Linked DNA regions of Mus musculus: region 2 is linked to region 1. The links are chromatin contacts, called in public promoter capture Hi-C maps. All regions are on one chromosome and are shown on one strand. The core of a region is the stretch at or near the end of the contact, and the rest is flanking DNA. Distances in the headings are between cores, read along the strand shown. Region 1 holds the start of Senp6 (SUMO/sentrin specific peptidase 6). Region 2 holds the start of Cyb5r4 (cytochrome b5 reductase 4).

Region 1 (2,712 bases), core at 79-2,578:
ACAATAGCATATTTGCATAGAGGGTTCCAGCAATGGTCAGGGTGGGTCAGGGTGACTTTCTTTGAACAAACATGCCCTGAACCCAGGAAGCAGGTTGCTGGAGGAATGCCGCTATTTGTTTTATGATTAGCATACCATGGAGCATTGAGTCACAAAGGTCACATTCTCAAGCCTGGGCCTAAAGGCCTAGAATCTTTTGTTTTTTATGTTTCACTTTTTCACTCAAAGGGCTGGAGAAATGGATTCAGCAGTTTGGTTAGCCTGGGTACCCTCTTCCGGCCTCTGAAGTAACTACAAGAAGCAGCTTTCCCACCCTAAATGCAGGCAAAACACCCTCCCCCCAACCCCACCCACTTTTTTTTTTTTTTTTAAAGAAAAAATGTAGCCGGGCAGTGGTAGCGCTAGCTCACCTTTAATCCCAGAATTTGGGAGGCAGAGGCAGGCGGGTTTCTGAGTTCCAGGACAGCCAGGGCTACACAGAGGAACCCTGTCTTGAAAAAACCAGAAAAAAAAAGAAAGAAAGAAAGAAAGAAAGAAAGGAAGGAAGGAAGGAAAGGAAAGAAAAAAATGTTTATTAGCTGACCACACAGCTAAGGGGCTTGAATTTCTGTAACTTTTTTTTTTCATTTTCTGCATTTTTCATGGATTTGTTGTTGTTGTTGTTGTTTTTGAAGACAGGCTCTTCCTTTGTAGACCAGGCTGGCCTCCATCTGACAGAGAGATCCACCTGTCTCTATCCCTTTATGGACTGGGAAAAACCTACACCACTACATGGGGTTTGTAAGAAAAAAGAAGAAAAAAAAAAGCCCCTCAAATTGTATCATAGTCTACTGTGTTCTCTCCCCCCCCCCCCTCTCTCTCACACACACACACACACACACACACACACACACACACACACAAAGTGTACTGGCTCAATCATATCATATATGCATTGTTTGGAAGATGGATGTGAACACAATTTTATTTTCCAATTACCTGGCTTCATTTTTTTTTTTTTTCCTTCCCATGGCACGTTTTAAATTCAGGGTCAGACAAGAACTTGGAGCGTTTCTTTAGAATTTGTGGTGCGACTCGACCAAATAGAATACCTGGCCGGCAGGCTGGCAAGCGCTCGCAGGCCGGCTCTGCCATGGGGGCCTTCCGAGGAAGGGGTTTTTGTTCGTCCCTCGCCAAGGCCGGCCAGACAAGGCCACCCCAGGCCGGCAGGACGACAGCCCCCGGCTCGGGTTCGGCCGAGCCCGGAGGGGGGCGAGCAGGGACCCGAAGGGAGAGAGAGGCTCTGGGGCGGCGGCGGCGGCGGGGCGGGCCCGGAGGCCGGTGGGGGAGGAGCGGCGGCGGGGCTGCTGTGGCGACCGACGCGCGGCGGTGGCGGAGACCCACCCCCGTCCACATGGACAGTCGCCGAGGCCTGGGCTGATGCTCTGACGCCTGGGCGGGGTGGGCGGGCGGCGGCGGCCACTGCTGGAGCAGCGAGGGGTCGCGGGCGCCTCACGGTCGCGGAGCCCTCGCTCGGCTCAAGCCGCTGCGGCCATTTTACGGCCCGGGACGTAGAAGGCGTGTGAGCGTTCGCTCCGTTCTCCGTCCTCCGGAGCCAGCGGCGGAGCGGGGCGGAGGGGAGCGGAGGGAGCTCCTCAGAGGCCGGCGCGGCCCGGTGGATGGGGAGTCGTGTGCCGAGGGGAGCCGGGCCCGGGAAGCGCCGCCGCCGCCGCTCACGGTCCCCGGTAGGCGCCTGAGGAGAAGCAGCCCAGGCCGTGGGCCTCGCCGCCTCCCGTCAGGCCCGCTTTTGTGTGGGGGGCCCGGCCGGCGGGGAGCGCCCCTCGCGGAGGTCGAGCCCGAGGCCCGCCACCCTGCGGCTGCTACCCTCCCGACGCGCGGCCCCCATTCCCCGCCAGCACCGCGCCGGTGTCGGCCATGGAGTAAGAAGGAGGCGGCGTGGAAGGAGGAAGATGGCGGCGGGCAAGAGCGGTGGCAGCGCTGGGGCTCTTTTCCTGAAAGGTACGCTCGGGTCTCCCTCGGGGGAGAGTCGGGGGCGAAATTCGCCGACACCGGGGTGTCTCCCACCCCCGGGCCGTGATACTCAGCTCTCTGCTCCGGGTGGGCTTGGGGCCGCGGGGGCCACGGGGGCCCGGACGGCCGATGGCCCGCTGGGAACGCGCTGCAGGCGCGCCGACTTCGGGTCCGCCCGGGCCAAGGCTCGGGCAGGCCGGCGCGAGGCGGCGCGGTGGTAGCGCAGCGAGCCGAGGCCCAGGGCGGCCTGCGAGGGGCGCGCCGAAGGCTTGGGCTCGCTCCCACCTCCATATTCTCGATGGGTGCCTAGTGGGTGAGGAGCAGACTTCGTCCGCGTCTTTCTTAAGCGTTCGTGGAAAGTTTCAGACCTAAGCTTGGTTGAAACTGGCCGATCCAAGGAGGCAGGGGGAGAGGTGGTGGTTAACACTGCCCTGTGGTTAAAAGCTCCCAGGCTAGCCGCTGCCCTCGGGGTGCAGGTTAGACCCGGCGGTGCCCCGAACTCCGGTGAGATGTGTTTGGTTGTTTATACTTTGTAAAGCAGGTATGGGAGGTGGAAAAAAAAAAAAAGAGAGAGAATGAGCTTCCAAGTGTCGGTTTGGAGACAGCCGGGGAAGGTAAAAGAGTTAGGGTGTGTTCCCATTTTTAGTCGCTTGTGAAGCAGAGTTAACTATTTCAGTTGGTGGACCAAGCCGGCTTAAAAGG
Region 2 (2,712 bases), core at 120-2,619, 7.0 Mb after region 1:
ACTTATTCCATACTTTAATGAGATGGACGATGGACTTGCATGGTTAGGGTGACACAGTAGATTATGCTCATGAAGTCCTTTTAGTTTTTATATAATCACCTGCTCAGCAGTTCAGGTGCAAACAAACATATTTTATTAATCTATAATCTGAGCTACTTGTGAGGATGAGGCAGGAGAACTGCAAGTTCAATGCTTGTCTGACAATATACCAAAAATATTTTCCTGCAGTATTCCAGAATAAAAATGGGTAGAGGTGGAGATGAGAGGTAATTAGCTAGCTAAGAAATGTCCCGTGCTTGAATGACTAAGCATATCCACAGACTCTCTCATAATATTAAACCACATTATCACAACTTTGACTCCCAGGGACTCTGGAAACTACATAGCTGGAGTAAATGATGTGTCCAGAATCAGAAAAAATTAGAACCCCACAGAGAATGGGATGGGTTATTTAGAACTACTCTTTGGGAAAATGTTCTCTTTCTATTGGATTCCACCCTGTGGATCTGTGTATTTTCCTAGCAAAAAGAAAAAGCCAATGTATCACTAACATGGACCCACAGTGTTAGGAATTTCTCTTGTTAACAAATCAGGATAGTATAAGGTGGCCTGTCTTTTGTTACATGCCTATTAATATATACAGTATATGGTTTAGATATAGCCATTTATTTCTTACAGAAACCCAAGCCTATACAGACAAAATGTTCCTTTAATAAAAAGTAGCGTGCATAGGCCATTAAATACAAGGATGACACCAAAACCAAATCACTCTATTTAGGAGTGAGCTACTTGTAGATTTCAGGGAAAGTGAAGAGTTATGGGAGGAGGAAGAATGTGTGAGTGTATGGATAGAGAAGGTCTTCTGGAAACGTCGTCTGGAAACGTCTTTTACTCGTTTTCCAGACTGGTTCCCCAAACGTGACGTTTCTTAACCCACAGCAGAGGCTGCTTGAGTTCGGCTTCTTAGCTCATGAAACTGTGAAGTCCTCTTTCCTAGAGCTTAGTATTTTACAGGAGAGAACTATTCAGCAGTCTGAACGTTTTGATAGTGTTGTTTTCTTTCATATTTCAATTGTTGTTTATCAAGAGACAGGCACTGGTCTTCTTGTTCTACCAGAAATAACCCTCGGCCTCTATCAGCACCAGGGCTGGGGAACAGCTTCACTCTCTGATCTTTCAGCAGAAAGCTGTCATTTCCTTGTGGTGCTGAAGTTTAGGACCAAAGAGTAACTGAGCATGCGCTGCCCTGCCCCCAACCCCCGCACAGCCACCCCTTCCCAAGCCGGGCGACCGGGCTCACAGAGTGAGTGAGCCTTTCCTCTGACTCCGCCCCCGCCCCGCCTCTCGTGAGCGTGATTGCGTCACGACGCGCCTGACCCCTGGCGACCCCGGAAGTGGGTCGGGGGCTTGGCCTCGGCCGGGCCAAGGAGCCCGCACGGACGGTGGTGGGCGCTGGGGTCCCACCAGGGCAGCCTGTCCGGTGGCGGAGCCCGGATGCGGCCCGAGCCGGGGGCCCAGGATGCTGAACGTCCCTTCCCAGGCTTTCCCGGCCCCCGGCTCCCAGCAGCGCGTCTCCTCCCAGGGGCGCAGCAAGGTAAGTGGCGACGCCGTTCGTTCGACTACTAACTCAAACGCCCTAAGTGTGTTTGAGCTGCTGAAGTTGGCCGCGGTAAGTCCACTCGGCACCCCGCTTCCGGCATGGTTGCATTTCTGTCTCAAGCTGTCCTCTCCAGTCTTTTGTTCTTTACGGTCAAAGATCCAGGCTGAGCAGTGGCGGTGGCTAGGGATGATTGGAGTCTGCAAACCTGCCGTCAGATTTAGTGCCACCTCTTCAAGTCGCACTCCTCTGTGTATACGGTAGCCAGTGGTTCCAGCACTGCCTCATCTGTAGACACCCCTGGTTGATTTTGAATCTGGTACCATGCTCTTGTCTATTTGTTGAATATGGTTACTGTCAGCAGCAGGTGGAAATACAGATATATAGTTGCAAAATTCAGTACAAATTGTGTAGTGTATTCATTGCAAGGCGAATGCTCTTATGTTATTTTGCTAGTTCCTTATTCTGTAACCACATCTTGGTATTTTCTTTTGAGACTTCTGTCTTCTTGGGCTACTCGATTCCTTTCTCGAGTTTTATTTTATATGACTTTGAGACTTTCCATTCTTCTCCACTTAGATCTGAGGTTTTGCCCTTAGATCAGAAAAGGAATTGAGGTTTTCATTTATTTTTCAGAAATGTCTGTCCCCAGCTTTAATCATACATAGCACTAAGATGTTTTGTGGGCTCACTGATGGCCATGTGTATCTGGAGTCCTTTTCCTTTGCCCATTGAATCTTCACAGTTACCCTGAAGCTAGGGACGTTTACTATCTTCATTCTTGGTAAAAAGAAATAGGTTGATGAAAGTCTGCTATCAGTCACGTAAGCTTGTGATTATGACATTTCCTTCATTGCTGTGTGTGCGCCTCTGCTCACCAGCCATCAACTGGGTATCTTGCTCTCTCTTTAAGCTAAGTGCTTGGCTCCATAGTCTAAGGTTGCCCTTTGTAGAATGAGAACGTCAGTAACTGACTTTCTTCATTAAAATGGCTATGTTCTCAGCATTCATTTAAAGGAGAAAACTTCTAGGCAAAGACAGCAAGTTCCTTAGATGCGATAGCAGAAGTAAGTTTTGTTGTCCCCAAAGAGGGCAAAGTAAGATCTTTGTGTAAT

The links. Promoter capture Hi-C pulls out the DNA fragments that hold promoters and counts their contacts.
Region 2: a contact with region 1 is called in a promoter capture Hi-C map of pre-B cells. The contact joins the promoter of Cyb5r4 here to the promoter of Senp6 in region 1. A contact is called at or near these places in 2 of 39 promoter capture datasets (erythroid cells and pre-B cells).

The regions. Positions count from the first base shown.
Region 1 is chr9:80,065,575-80,068,286 of GRCm38.p6, forward strand. Senp6 (SUMO/sentrin specific peptidase 6) reads left to right here and starts at 1,329. Exons shown (of 24, transcript NM_001311110.1): 1 at 1,329-1,998. The coding sequence starts at 1,950.
Region 2 is chr9:87,020,660-87,023,371 of GRCm38.p6, forward strand. Cyb5r4 (cytochrome b5 reductase 4) reads left to right here and starts at 1,370. Exons shown (of 16, transcript NM_024195.2): 1 at 1,370-1,594. The coding sequence starts at 1,520.